Linked DNA regions of Sus scrofa: all the other regions are linked to region 1. A link is a contact called in public Hi-C and HiChIP or PLAC-seq data. All regions are on one chromosome and are shown on one strand. The core of a region is the stretch at or near the end of the contact, and the rest is flanking DNA. Distances in the headings are between cores, read along the strand shown. Region 1 overlaps LOC110255705 (a long non-coding RNA gene). Region 2 overlaps NRP1 (neuropilin-1). Region 3 has its middle 42 kb from the start of NRP1. Region 4 overlaps PARD3 (partitioning defective 3 homolog).

Region 1 (3,192 bases), core at 353-2,852:
CTAAAAAGAAAAAAAGGGGGAGGGAACTGCCCCCCCAAAGGCAAAAACTAATAAAGAGTTTTAAGATGTATCTCTGTAAATTAAATTTAATGTATGCAAAATCTATGGTAAGTCCCGGCTGTTTTTATGATAATCAATAAGAGATCTTCTCCCCAGAGAGAAAACGGGTACTAGAAATACAAGCTGCACCAGAAGAGGAGTTCTTACTGAGGATCTACTTTCCTAGAAAAATGATCCTTTGTCACCTTAAAGAAGTGGTGTTGCCTCTGCACATCATGACAGGCTTTCTGAGCTGAGTCAAGCTGTGATCACTTTCTACCCCTCGTTCGCACAGAATCGTGGCTGGGGCAGGAGCTGGGACAGGTGAAAGGAAGCTGTTTGAAGAGAGAGGCCTCAACTCATTTAAAATAATAAAATGACTGCCTTCCTTCGGAATCGGGCAGGACTCTGGCCTAAAGAGGTTTGGGGATAATGATCTTGCCTGAATACGTGCAGAGTTGATGCTCCAAAATGGCCACGGCATCCAGTCCGTGTCACGGCTAAACTGCACCCAACCTTGACAACCCCCGTCACGGGCAGACGGGCCTTTCCATAAACCGTTAGCTCTGCCCCAGGCCCTGTGGCCTAAAAAGCATCGTTTGTTCTTTAAAGTACTGACACTCGGCCATCTTTTCTCTCTCCAATTCCACAGTCACAGGTCGGTCTGGGGACAGGCTGTCCATTGTTCTCTCCTTGTTTCACTGGTGGGCTCTATCCTATGGCAAGGTTTTTTTAATTGACTCTCAGATGATTGTAAGGGTAGCTCATGAATCAGAACCCGGGGCTCTCCATGTGACCGCCGGCTCTCACAGATCTGTATAAACTTCTAAATAGTTTTGGAGAAAGGCAAGCGCCTGTGTGTGTGTGTGTGTGTGTGTGTGTGTGTGTGTGTGTGTACTAATTCGAGCATCCCCCCAGAGACCTTGTCTTCCCCAGACCCGCAGCAGCCTCAGGCTGTGTTTCCCATTAAGGATTTATTTTCTTCTATGAAGGGATCTTTCTGCCCCCAAAGAGGCTCAGTTCCCACTTAGTGCCTGTTAGAAGGTCCCGGAGATTAGATTGAGCAGAGGGTCTCAGGATACAAGTTTCAATGCACATTATTCATAGAGAAAATAAGATCAGGGCTGAGAAAATCCAGTTTTGTGATGGGTGAGACAGGGGCCAGCTGTCATTCTTGCTGGATCCTGGGCGATTCATTAAACCTGTGTCTTCACCCCTCCCAAGGATAAAGGCACGTGTTCCTGCCCACTTCCGACCCGTTAGAGCCTTGCGTGGGCAATGAGATAATGCTTTGGGAGTTCGTCTGCATACCTGCCTTAAGGATGTGATAATTATTGGTGTTACCATGGTTCAGCACCTAGCAATGGCCCTCTGTGAGATGGGCATTCTCCCGGCTGACAGGTAAATAAGAACAGATCTGGCTTGTTCCAGACGCGCAGTCACAGCCTGTTGATAAATAGGGATCCAGAAGTCACATGCAGGCTGGCCTCAGGTAAACCGCGGCTCACACTCTATTTTTAGTTAATAGGGCTCTGCTGAAGTATGTCTCCAAGTCCCAGCCTTCTCACCCGTGGTTCATCGGGGTCACAGGCAATAGCTGTGCAGAATAAAGAGGCCGTCTGAGACCGTCTCAAGCATGAGAGCAAGAGCGAGCCCCATGTGGCAGGGCAGGGGGAGGTAGAGGGGCAATGGCCCTACCAATCCCAAAGTCACTGTCATCCAACGGTCCCCCCTCCTCTACCAGCCTTCTCACCAGGAGGCCTCACGGGCTGCTCAGAGCTCACCCCACTTTCCGATGAGCACCCTGCGCCTCCACCCCCGTGCACACTGGGTTCGAGACAGTTATGGCAACCTCACTTTCCACCGCCAAGTGTCTCCATTTGGTTGTTTCATCCTTCCTGCCAGAGCCCAGCCCCTGCCTGTTGACTCTGATACATCTTTCACAGAATCTCATTTTCATCCCTGTCACTGGAGTCCAAATGCCAACATACTGATTATTCTCGCTGTGACAAATACAGTCTCTCTTCAGCAGTCTCTTCAGATCTCGGTCTCCTGGGAAAACAGCTCCCTCCCCTCCGAGCCTTTTCCTAATATTGCCCACTCAGCTCAGCCCCAGCCCCTCTGAACCCTTTGCAAGTTCACCCCACCTACCCTTCCTATCTGTTCTGCGATGGCATCTTTTCCCAGCGTCTGCTTCACCTGTCTCCGCCTGTCTGTGTGACTCCAGGCTGCCCCTTGGTCAGCAGGACAGAGCCTTCTGCCTCCGTGGGCTGCTGCCAAGCTTAATTTTAGCACTCTGCAAATGACAGTAAGTCCTGCAAAGCAGATCAAAGCATTGGCCCCTGCATGCTGGCCAGCATGGCGAATGATTCTCTGGGACAGAGCAAACAACCTCGAAAATTTCTTATGAGTCAGCTGTGAGGCGCTCAGGCAAGCAAGATCACAGGACAAGTTCACACGTTCACATGGAATGACCAGGAGGCTCATTTGCCACAGAGGTCAAGCTCGTAGGCTGGCAGCCCCATCAGCCCGGCAGAAGGACAGGCTTCCGCAGAGATGTCTCTTCGGAGAATGTCACACTTAGGCCATCTCCAGACAGCCTCGCTTGGGCGAAGGTGGCCTTTGTCACGGGAATAAATCTGAGGTCCTTTTGATGAAGAAGCCCAGAATGCCATCTTCCACCACAGGAATGTCTTTCTCAAGCTTTTGGATAGAAAATAGTCAGCGGAAGGCTATCGGTTTTGGATGAATGATCCAAACTATCAATAAAAAATTATCAAATAGATGATCAGCCTTATACCTCTTTCTGTGTTATACAGGTCTGCTCAACTCTTCAGCAAGGACATGATTCCTGATCTATAGAATCTAGTTATTGGCCTATGTCTCTATTACAAAAGCGTTGAGAAGACCTCACCTCGCCTCTTCCCGAGAGTATTTGGGAGAGTAATGTGTGCATGCAGTTCCCTCTGAATATCTCTGGTATCCCAGGAATTTAAACGTTAGGGATGTTGACAGGGGCTGACATTTCCCATACGATGGTCTGGAAGGAGCTTGGTCCTGTGAAACAGACAGGCTGATCTTGAAATAAAGTTCACGGAGTCTGCTGAAGGGAAAAATCTCAGAAGCCAAGTATTATCAGGTCACGGGAATAAC
Region 2 (3,192 bases), core at 484-2,983, 490 kb before region 1:
AAAGACGGAGAGCTAGGAGAGAGAGAGTTTACATTTGAAAATACATTCCATGTGAAAGAACAGTAAGAGAGGATATTGCAGCTTTATACAAAAGGGTCAAGAGACATGAAATTGAACTACAGAAAAAAGCGGAACAAGTAAGCCACGTTGCCATATCTTCGGAGCCCTTGCCTTCCCGGAGGCTGACATCTCACACTAAAATATACTTTCTTCTTAGTCAGTGGGCCACCAGGGTTGATTAGAGAAGGGGGGCTTTCACCGGCAAGAAAGCGGGGCGGGTTAATGTAACACAATAAGAACCAGTACAAACAAAAAGGCACTTGAGAGGACGTAGACTAGCCAGTGCCAAGGATTTTTCGTTGCGGTTGTCGGCTGCACACCCAGTTGCCAGCAGTGTTCGGTGATGGCACAGTTTTCTGTATGGAGTTCACAGCACGAGGTTTAGTACAACACTGGAAAACATCGAGGAAATCGGACGGTATTGCTTCGTAAACAGAGCTGTCACACTAGACTGGTACTGAGGCTACGGTACTTGAAAGAAAACATCCTAGTCCTTCTTGCCTATGCACGACGCGGGCAATTATACACGAGGCTGGCTTCAGGAGTCCACGGAAATGCAGTTAGTCGAAGATATTCTGGGCACTGGGCTGCAGGTAGCATGTCCGTTGAAGGGGCCCCACGGAATACACTTGGCGCCAGCATCTTAGATTTTGCACAGTTTCCGAAAAGAATCCAGAAGAAGAAGCAGAGAGAGAAGAAGGGGAAGGGGAGTCAGATGGAATTAGGTCGATCATCCTTGGTCTCCACACCAGCGTCTGATTATTCAAATGAAACCAACAGAAAGAAGCTGACTGTACATGACTCCGATTGTTAACACGGCTAAGTCGTTCATGTCTGTCGGCCAAACTCATCGAAGCTCCTGAGAAAACCTGGCTTGGCGTCATCAACGCGCTTCCCAGCCTGAACAGTGAAAGACCAGCCGTTTCCCAGCCGCTCAAGCTCTGTCCTCCGCTCCGCTCTCCCACTCGCCTGCCACCTCCGCTGCCTCAGGCTTCCGAGTAAGTACTCTGTGGATTCAGTTTGTCTTTTTTCAACTTCACACCATCCACCAGCTCGAAGTTATAGTTCTCCAGGGCAGATAAGTTTCTTTCGGACATCCCGTTGTGCCAACAGGCACAGTACAGCACCACCCCGCAGACAGCCCCCAGGAGGACCCCCAGGGCGCTCATGGCGATGATGGTGATGAGGATGGGGTCCAGGGTCTTCAGCACGCTGCCCGGCTTCCTGGAGATGTTCTCATCGCCCTCTCCCCTGCCCTCATATCCCGGGGTGCTCCCTGGGGGAGAAATGAAATTGGCTGTGTGAGCCCAGTGAACACACCCGACCACAGCAGACAGAGAAACGGAGGAGGAGGAAGGAGAAAGGAGCGAAGCACCTGCCCGGTTTGGGCTCCTCCCTCAAGATCCTGGGGTTTTTTTTCTGCAGTGGGGTGTGGCTCCCCCAACACCAAGAAACACCAATGCTGACTCACTGTTGGGAATTCAGGTGTTGGGGGGAAGTGAGTCTGATAGAAAGCTTAACAGTGGAAACCACTGATTCTGGGTACACAGTGAGGGGTGGGTTCTAATTCTGATTCAGATTTCATGCAGCCCGGCTCCTATGAGATTGTAATCTGTGCTGATGGACCCCAGCCAGATACGCGGTCTGTGAGCCTTGCTTCGTCACACTTTTGCTTAGCAGCGGACTTACCCGTGTCTGCTGCATTTGCCTGATCCCCCCGCCAGGCACCAAGAGCCCACCCAAGCTGTCCCACTGTCATTTGACCACACGTCAAATCTTCAAGTCAAACACGTTTCCCCTGAAGCCGGCGGCGCCCAAGAAGGAGAGAGCTTTCAGAACAAGGGATCGCTTGCTGCTGACATTTAAAATAGCTTACGGCTCCAAGCTAGAAGCCGTGTTGGTGCTGTGCCAAATGGAACACATTTAATAATCAGCATCTTTGCGGCCCTGGTGGTTTCACCAGAGACAGTCACACAGCTCTGCACTCAGGAACTGGGGAAATGTTTTCTTTAGAGCGGGACATGAGAAATGATTAACATGGGAGCTTTGAGCCTAATTACCTGGTACTAGAAATGATACTAAAATGTTAATATGCAACAGGCCTGGTGTTTACTTAATGGTGTTCTGATCAACAAGGATTCCAATCAAAGAAAACTAAAAATATGAGATACAGGTCCCCAAGCAGGGGAAAACGAGCCACAGGGACATATTAATGTGCTCTCTCTTGATGCAACACTGTATTGAAGCCACCTCTAATAAAGTTTACATCTGTGCGGACCACGTAACTCAACTAAGCTAAACAAGCCTCGTGGTAATAGTTCTGATGGCATGGCATGGTGCCATATTTATTGGTCCCTATCAGTGAGGACCACATCTCTCATGGCAACGGGTGCTGATGCTACTGGACAGGATACAGAGCTGTGGCAGCACTGAGCGTGACGCTGGGGCAAGTGGCCACCGCCCATCACTGCTGGCAGGAGGCAAGGAGACCTCCGGGAATAAAATTACGTCTGGCAGGCCTACCTCCATCCCTCCAAGGTCTTGGATCACAAAGCAGGGTTCAAGGAAAACATACACTTTCCAGTTAAACCGTCTAAAGTCTGAGGCTACCACCTAATTAGCTGGGAGACTTAAGGTCAAGCCACTGCTCTGAGTTTCAGCCTCCTCATCTGGAAAATGGGGATAAGTAACCTCAGAGAGCAGCTGTGAGGATCAGATAAGATAATGTAGGTAAGGCGACTGGAACATAGTAGCTCCTCAGTAAACCCTTACTGTTATCACCATTGTCATCGTCACCAACGCTGTGATCATTATCGAAAAACTAGGGTTTCCGGAGAGGAGGATGGAAACAGATGGATCGAACAAAACAGATGATCACAGAATGGTCCTTTTTGAGATAAGAGCCGGCTATCGACCAGACACAAGAATTTGGCTTCAAATTATTGCCTAAAGATTATTGTAGGTGTTTGCGTAAGACACGCTCTTCACTCATTTCCTGTCTCGAGTTATAGAACGAGAAGGTGTCACATCATTGTCCTCTAAGTCGCTCTTCCAGCTGCGGCAGGGAGGGACCAGGGTGGCATGTGTCCCCAGGGCTCAAGTGCTTACCGAGGCCTTGGATGGTGGCTCCTG
Region 3 (3,192 bases), core at 353-2,852, 300 kb before region 1:
CTCTCCTTCTTCCTTAAATGCGACCGGCTGACATCATGTAGTCCTCCCCAGCCCATCCTGGGCGCCACACCAAGAGGGGTGGCTTGGTCATCATCTAAGCATTCATGGCTATTGTCTATGCAGAGATTCATTTTTCACGTCTGTAGCTCTAATGCAACATACTCTGGGATCAGTTTCAAACTCTAATGATTAACACGTGTTTATTCTTTCCAAATGGAGCTGCAGCTACAGTCCCTGCTGCACACATGTTATGGGGTTTGTTTTGTTGTTGTTATTATTTTTCCTCCCTAGGTTGATTCCTCCTGTGGCTCCGAAGAAGCAACCAGCAATTAACCCTGGAAATCTTTGCCCTCTTTCTCTCTTAGAGGCACCTTTCTGCACTTGCCAGGTACTCATACGGTTGCCCCCAGATCACTTCCTGGGTGCCATGCAATAGTCCCTGAAGTTCAACTGAGTGCATTAAGCTTCACTCTGGATGTGTGTCCCTACAAGGTAATGACAGCCAACTAGCGGCAAATTTACTCTCACAGTCTCTAGGCAATAATACACAGCAGAGAAGTACAGATGGGAAAAAAGCAGTCTTTGATAGAGACTAAAGTATGGTAGGTGAACATTTAATGACACAGAGGCAGCCATTCACGAAGAGGTTAGGAAAATTAGGGATATCATTTTTGTTGGCTGAAGCATGGCAAACACAAGATCGCCGTTACCAGCTACTGCAGCTGGTCCTCACTTCCGTGGGAGACATCCCAGAGCCGCGTGGTCAGGTTAGGGGGTAGAGGTGGGAGGCTCCTTACCCATCACCTCCAGATGAAAGCACTGAGGTTCTACTCCGCACCCCAGGGAGAGCTGCATTACCCAATATGCGAAAACACTGATAATTTTGAGCAAATCGTGATTTATTGCGGGGTTACTTAGAGTGAAATGATTTGTCTTCCTTTCTAAACCCCACCCCAAGCTGAATCTCTGAGCGAAACTGAAGTTTCTGCAAATGTACCCTAGCAGCAGAGGTTAAAGAGCCACTATGAAATTTATTTCATCCCTGAATTTACAGCTTTGTTAAGCAAAACTGTATAAAAACCATAAAATGAAAGAGACTGAACCTAAAAAAGGAAAAAGCAATAACAAGCAAGCATTCTCAGCCAGCTCCCTCCCCCTGCTCAAGATGAAATGAAGGAAGTAAGCAAGGCACATAGTAACTATTTGTATTTTTTCCAGCTGAATGGTCTATAAATGAGCACACACAGATAAAGGACACATAGATACCTTTTTTTTTTTTTTTTTTTTTTTTTTAGTTTTGGTGGGATTTTTTTGTGTGTGTGTCCTCAACATTGATCTCCTGTCATTCACCTCTTCTGAACCTGAGGTCCCTCTGATAGAGCAATCAGCTTTAAGTCTTGAAAGAGTGTTAAGTGGTGGTTGTAATTTTAAAAATACTACCTAAGGCACTAAGAATGCAGAGTAAGTGCCAAGATATAATCAAGATATAATCAAATGTCTTCTCTTATTTATTCCATTTCTCATGTTCTGTGTTTGACTGGGGACTCGTGGAACCTCTCTTTTGCACAGGATACCTGGAGTCACCTGATACTAGGTGGTCCCAGCCTGAGGCTCAAGCTCAGCCAGTACCAGGGTACCTGCCAGGGTGGATTCATACTTTATATCCTCTTCCGATTGTCTATAAATAGCATCACTTGTGAGGACTGTTGAAATAATTTGTTGCTATAATTATAGTGACATTTCTAGCATGCTATAATCATATAAAACTGCAAATATAGAAGGATGCTATTTTGGAGTTATTTTTTTCCCCCCAACTCAGTTTGGGTTTTATGGGATGGAAAAAGAGATGAGGAATGTTGCTTGTTTAGAGATGGAACCAGCTGCATTATAATGGGTCAGAACAATGATACACGAAAATCAAGAGGACTCCCTTAAGAAGGAAGGCAGCTAGCTACTTTGAAATTGAGTTGCTTTAGTTAAAAAAAGGAAAGGAAAAGAAAAAAAAATCCCCCAAGTACAATTTCATACGTACAAGAGAAGTGAAGACATGTGATGGTGTTATTCCAACTGAGGTCCTTCACCAGGCCAAAGTCATGTCCGTTTTTCATAGGCTTTACATTTTTGATGACAACGTCTTAGTGGAGGAGTCACAAATGTCTGAAAAAGAAGGATTTAGGATGGTTGTACTGCAAGAATCTTTGAAAAAGACACTATATATATGTGTGTGTGTGTGTATGTATATATATATATATACTTTTTTTTTTTTTTTGGTGCTTTGTCTTTTGTCTTTTCAGGGCCGCACCTGCAGCATGTGGAGGTTCCCAGGCTAGGGGTCCAATCGGAGCTACAACTGCCGGCCTACACCACAGCCACAGCAACACCAGATCTGAGCCATGTCTACGACCTACACCATAGCTCACGGCCATGCCAGATCCTTAACCCACTGAGTGAGGCCAGGGATCGAACCCAAACCTCATGGTTCCTAGTCAGATTCGTTTCCACTGCGCCTGACGGGAACTCCAAGACACTATATTTTGAGCTGACGAAATATTCCCATTGTTTTCAAATATTCAGCCAATAGCAATAAACAAAATAAGGATCTTTGGAGAAAATGTTCTTTGCTGGACGATCACACCAAGGACCACGCCATGGTTATGGGTGCTTTTAAACCACTTTTCTAGATTCTAAAATGGCACGTGGCATCTGTATAAGCAATGTGGGTTAACAAAATTGTAAAGTGGCCAGGTTTATTTTATTTATTCAGCTTTTTTGAGGTATAATTGATGGTAAAATTGAAGATATTTAAAGTGTAAAATGTGATGATTTGATACATATATCCATTGTAAAAGGATTCCAGTGACTCAGTTAATTAACACATCCATCACCTCACCTGTTTACCTTTGTGTGTGTGGGAGAGAACCCTTAAGTTCTCTCTCATAGCAAATTTCAGTTATACAGTATGATAGTATCAGCCATAAGCCCCATGTTATACCTTAGATCCTCAGATCTCATTCATCTTATAACCACAGTTTTTTTTTTTTTCCTTCTTTTTTTCGGTCTTTTTGCCTTTTCTAGGGCGCTTCCTGCGGCATATGGAGGTTCCCAGGCTAGGGGTCGAATCGGAGCTGTAGCCACCGGCCTACGCCAGAGCCACAGCAACGCGGGATCGAGCCTCATCTGCAACCTACACCA
Region 4 (3,192 bases), core at 297-2,796, 300 kb after region 1:
ATCACTTAGGACTCGGGTGAGGCCCCCAGACGCGAAGGCTTGGATTTTGGATCAGGATGCCAAGCCCTAAGGCAGTGAGAGGAGAGGGAGGAAAAGAGGGCCCTGGGACAGCGCAGGCAGAGCCTGGGTAAAGCAACAAAGGAAGCAGAGTCGGGGTCCTGAAGAAATGCAAAGACTCACCTCCCGATACTGTTCCTTGGGGTCCCCCCACTTTTTAAACCTCATCTGGGGTCCAGTAAATGCAGCAGATCCCGAGGAGTCTCTGGCTTGCTTCTGCTGTGGCTGCCTGGACTGGGAGGAGGCAGTGCCCCGTGGTACAAGCTCTGGATAGAGTCCCCACCTCCCTTCCCACCCCAGGGCTGGGCATCGCTGTCAGGGCTGCTGTCACCAAAACCCCCGAGGGCCATGGCTGAGGACCAATGCTGAGCACAGGAGGAGGGGCAGCTTCGTGGTGGCGGGTGGGGTGAGAGGGAGGAAAGGATACGGAGCGCACAGGTATACAACCTAAACTTCAGTCCCATTCATCATCTCGCCAGTCCCTCGCTTTAGTCTCACGGAAGAGGGAAGGAGGTTGGCTCAGAAGCAGGTGTGAGAGGTGGCTGTACCTGAGAAGGACCACGTGGGTGGCCCAAAGACAGCACATGAAGGACAGCGTGCTGGTGGGTCAAGAGCTCTGTGGTCCCCTGGCTATTAATCTCAGATGCTCAACACCCTGCCTGTGAAACTAGACTAAGGCTCTCAGGTGGCATCAGGGGTCGTGACAGAGTTCCAACAAAGCCAGCACTGTTTGGAAACAGGAACAGGGGACATTTGGCTTGAGTGAGCACCCCCTGCCATGCTCTGGTTATGCCCCTCCTTCTGCTATTGGGAATCTGTCAAGGTCCTACTGGGTCCAGACCTGCTCCATGTGTATTTTCTGGAGGAAGCACTCCTGACATCAGACAAAACTGGTGGGAGCCCTGTGTAATTCAGGAGGAGCCATGCAGGAGTCTACACCGTTTCATCAACCAACAGGCATCTCGTTGTCCCTTGCCCTGTGCCCAGTTTTAGGTGACCCTCTGCTGTGGTACCCGAGTGCCTGCAGGTGTGCTTGCTGGTCTGTGTACCTGGAGAGCTGGGGCAAGTAAGGTCTCCCTGTTTACAATTTTCCTGGAGAGGAAAATTAAGAGGCTTATTAAGCTTACATCAACATTTCGCTCCTAAAATATATTCCCCTTTTATCTTATAGAGGGACACATACTTCATTAAGATTCAGTCTTTTGATGATTTCCACTCAGGTGGTTGTTTGTTTTGCAACTCTTGGGTTTAACAAAAAAAAGGGGGGGGTAATAAAAATAAGCACGACAGTGAGCATTTTCAATAAGCGACCCTCACACTAACTGCTGGGAGTTCGAGCGGGATCTTCCTCAAGACCCAGAGAAACACGGAAACCCCAGCCGTGGGGTTCCTGGTAAAAGCATTTCCTGAGTGGGTGGAGAACAGCCCTCCCCACCCACCAATTCCCCAACCCCCAGCCGTCCTCAGATGGACTGAGGGTCAGAGGTCACGGCAGGCTGGGACACCGTGGATTGGATTTCACTCTCGGGACAAAGCTGTTTACATAAATAAGATCGAGAGTCACCGGAGGTCTAAATGTCTGTACCAGCTTTTCTTTTACCAAGAAAAGGTGATTTCCTTTATTTTCACAAATCTCCAAAAGCATGCACTAATAAAGACACAGAAACCCTTACAGAAAGTTTCAATTGATATTTATCAAGTGTTCCATTTTAAACTTCTCTCAATTCCAACTTTAAATAACCAGTATGATTTCAGTTTTAAGAAGCTCTAAATTCCATTCAGAATGGACACTGAGGGTTTATTAGAAAAATTCAAACACCCGATTCTTTAAAAAGTCCTTTTTTTCAGAAAGTAGAAATTTTATGTCAAAAGAGGCAATAATCTACATTTTTTTTTTTTTTTTTTTGGTCTTTTTGCTATTTCTTGGGCCGCTCCCGCGGCATATGGAGGTTCCCAGGCTAGAGGTCGAATCGGAGCTGTAGCCACCGGCCTACGCCAGAGCCACAGCAACGCGGGATCCGAGCCGCGTCTGCAACCTACACCACAGCTCACGGCAACGCCGGATCGTTAACCCACTGAGCAAGGGCAGGGACCGAACCCGCAACCTCATGGTTCCTAGTCGGATTCGTTAACCACTGCGCCACGACGGGAACTCCAATAATCTACATTTTTATAAGAGAAAAAAAGGAATGAGCTCTCTTTCTGAACAAAATATGCCTGCAATTCTCATGCAAAGAATACTTCCAATTTTTCAAAGCTTGACTATCCTCTATGGTGGAAAACAATTGTACCTTGGCTAATTAATGAGCGGCGTTCAGCTATAAATCAGCAGAATTGCAGTTTTTGGAAACACACAGCCATGAACATGAGATTTACTTTTTTCCTAGATGCATGTATAATTTTCTTAAAAATTCAATCTTTGTCAGGGACAGAAGTCAAATCAGGAATAATGAGCCCTTCTCTAAAGTGCAAATCATAGCATTCATTAAAGGAGAAGTATTTTAGCAAAGAAAAGTAGCTGACAATAAGGTTGACGCATAGTGAAGATTGCCTGCAGGTGGCCCGAACGTGGGAGGTTCAACCAAATGACAGAGGTTTTGTGGGACAATTTGTTTCGTTGTTCAAGGTGAGAACAGTCATATTTCTGAGTTCTCATCTGGTGTGACTTAACAATATTCCTTTTGTCTCCCATATTCTAAATCCTTGCCAACACCAGCAGAGGATGCCAGGCCTTTTAAATGCATCTTTAACAAGGCTGTTGACGAATATATCACATCTCAGGGTATAGGCTCACCTACATTTGACATCTTATGAGTCTCATTTGTACCAGGTTACAGACAACGGACAAGGCAGAGAAGAGACACAGCAAAGACGGCGCCTAGAAAATGTTAGGTACGACGTGCTGGTCCCCAGGCTCCCCTCTGAGGACAATGGCACAGCAAGCAGGAGCTGTGTACCAGCCGCCTGTCCTTCACCGACCATATTTCAGAAATAACACTTGTCTGAGATATATGACTATTTTGACTAAAGGGGGAAAGAATTAATATTTGGGGATGACCATTTTAATGCAAACTAGATGTTCACATATGCTATTTTGACCCCCCCACCCCCCCAAAAAAGCCATCTTCAATCCTA

The links. Hi-C and Micro-C count contacts between places; a contact is called where the count stands out from the background. HiChIP or PLAC-seq counts read pairs in DNA pulled down with a chosen protein or histone mark.
Region 2: an H3K27ac HiChIP or PLAC-seq map of skeletal muscle shows a contact between it and region 1, with 3 times the contacts expected there. The contact joins two enhancer-like sites. A contact is called at or near these places in 13 of 47 Hi-C or Micro-C datasets (embryonic fibroblasts, fetal heart ventricle, heart right ventricle and 7 more) and 1 of 2 datasets of contacts at active chromatin or transcription factors (skeletal muscle).
Region 3: an H3K27ac HiChIP or PLAC-seq map of skeletal muscle shows a contact between it and region 1, with 3 times the contacts expected there. The contact joins two enhancer-like sites. A contact is called at or near these places in 2 of 47 Hi-C or Micro-C datasets (fetal heart ventricle and heart right ventricle) and 1 of 2 datasets of contacts at active chromatin or transcription factors (skeletal muscle).
Region 4: a contact with region 1 is called in a Hi-C map of skeletal muscle, with 4 times the contacts expected there. The contact joins two enhancer-like sites. A contact is called at or near these places in 1 of 47 Hi-C or Micro-C datasets (skeletal muscle) and 1 of 2 datasets of contacts at active chromatin or transcription factors (skeletal muscle).

The regions. Positions count from the first base shown.
Region 1 is chr10:56,768,594-56,771,785 of Sscrofa11.1, forward strand. It overlaps LOC110255705 (a long non-coding RNA gene), which reads left to right. Exons shown (of 2, transcript XR_002336405.1): 2 at 157-2,824. Among named protein-coding and RNA genes, the nearest start is that of NRP1, 340 kb to the left of the region's middle. Within about 2 kb of position 1,603, at least 8 of the 83 cell types and tissues checked have an H3K27ac peak or open chromatin away from gene starts, as enhancers often do. A contact at or near this core is called in skeletal muscle, where this site is marked.
Region 2 is chr10:56,282,443-56,285,634 of Sscrofa11.1, forward strand. NRP1 (neuropilin-1) reads right to left here. Exons shown (of 18, transcript XM_021064971.1): 18 at 1-1,336. The coding sequence ends at 1,047. The region is part of intron 2 of LOC102161921 (a long non-coding RNA gene); the gene reads left to right. Among named protein-coding and RNA genes, the nearest start is that of NRP1, 150 kb to the right of the region's middle. Within about 2 kb of position 1,734, at least 6 of the 83 cell types and tissues checked have an H3K27ac peak or open chromatin away from gene starts, as enhancers often do. A contact at or near this core is called in skeletal muscle, where this site is marked.
Region 3 is chr10:56,471,634-56,474,825 of Sscrofa11.1, forward strand. No RefSeq gene overlaps it. Among named protein-coding and RNA genes, the nearest start is that of NRP1, 42 kb to the left of the region's middle. Within about 2 kb of position 1,603, at least 1 of the 83 cell types and tissues checked has an H3K27ac peak or open chromatin away from gene starts, as enhancers often do. A contact at or near this core is called in skeletal muscle, where this site is marked.
Region 4 is chr10:57,066,520-57,069,711 of Sscrofa11.1, forward strand. The region is part of intron 23 of PARD3 (partitioning defective 3 homolog); the gene reads right to left. Among named protein-coding and RNA genes, the nearest start is that of PARD3, 530 kb to the right of the region's middle. Within about 2 kb of position 1,547, at least 4 of the 83 cell types and tissues checked have an H3K27ac peak or open chromatin away from gene starts, as enhancers often do. A contact at or near this core is called in skeletal muscle, where this site is marked.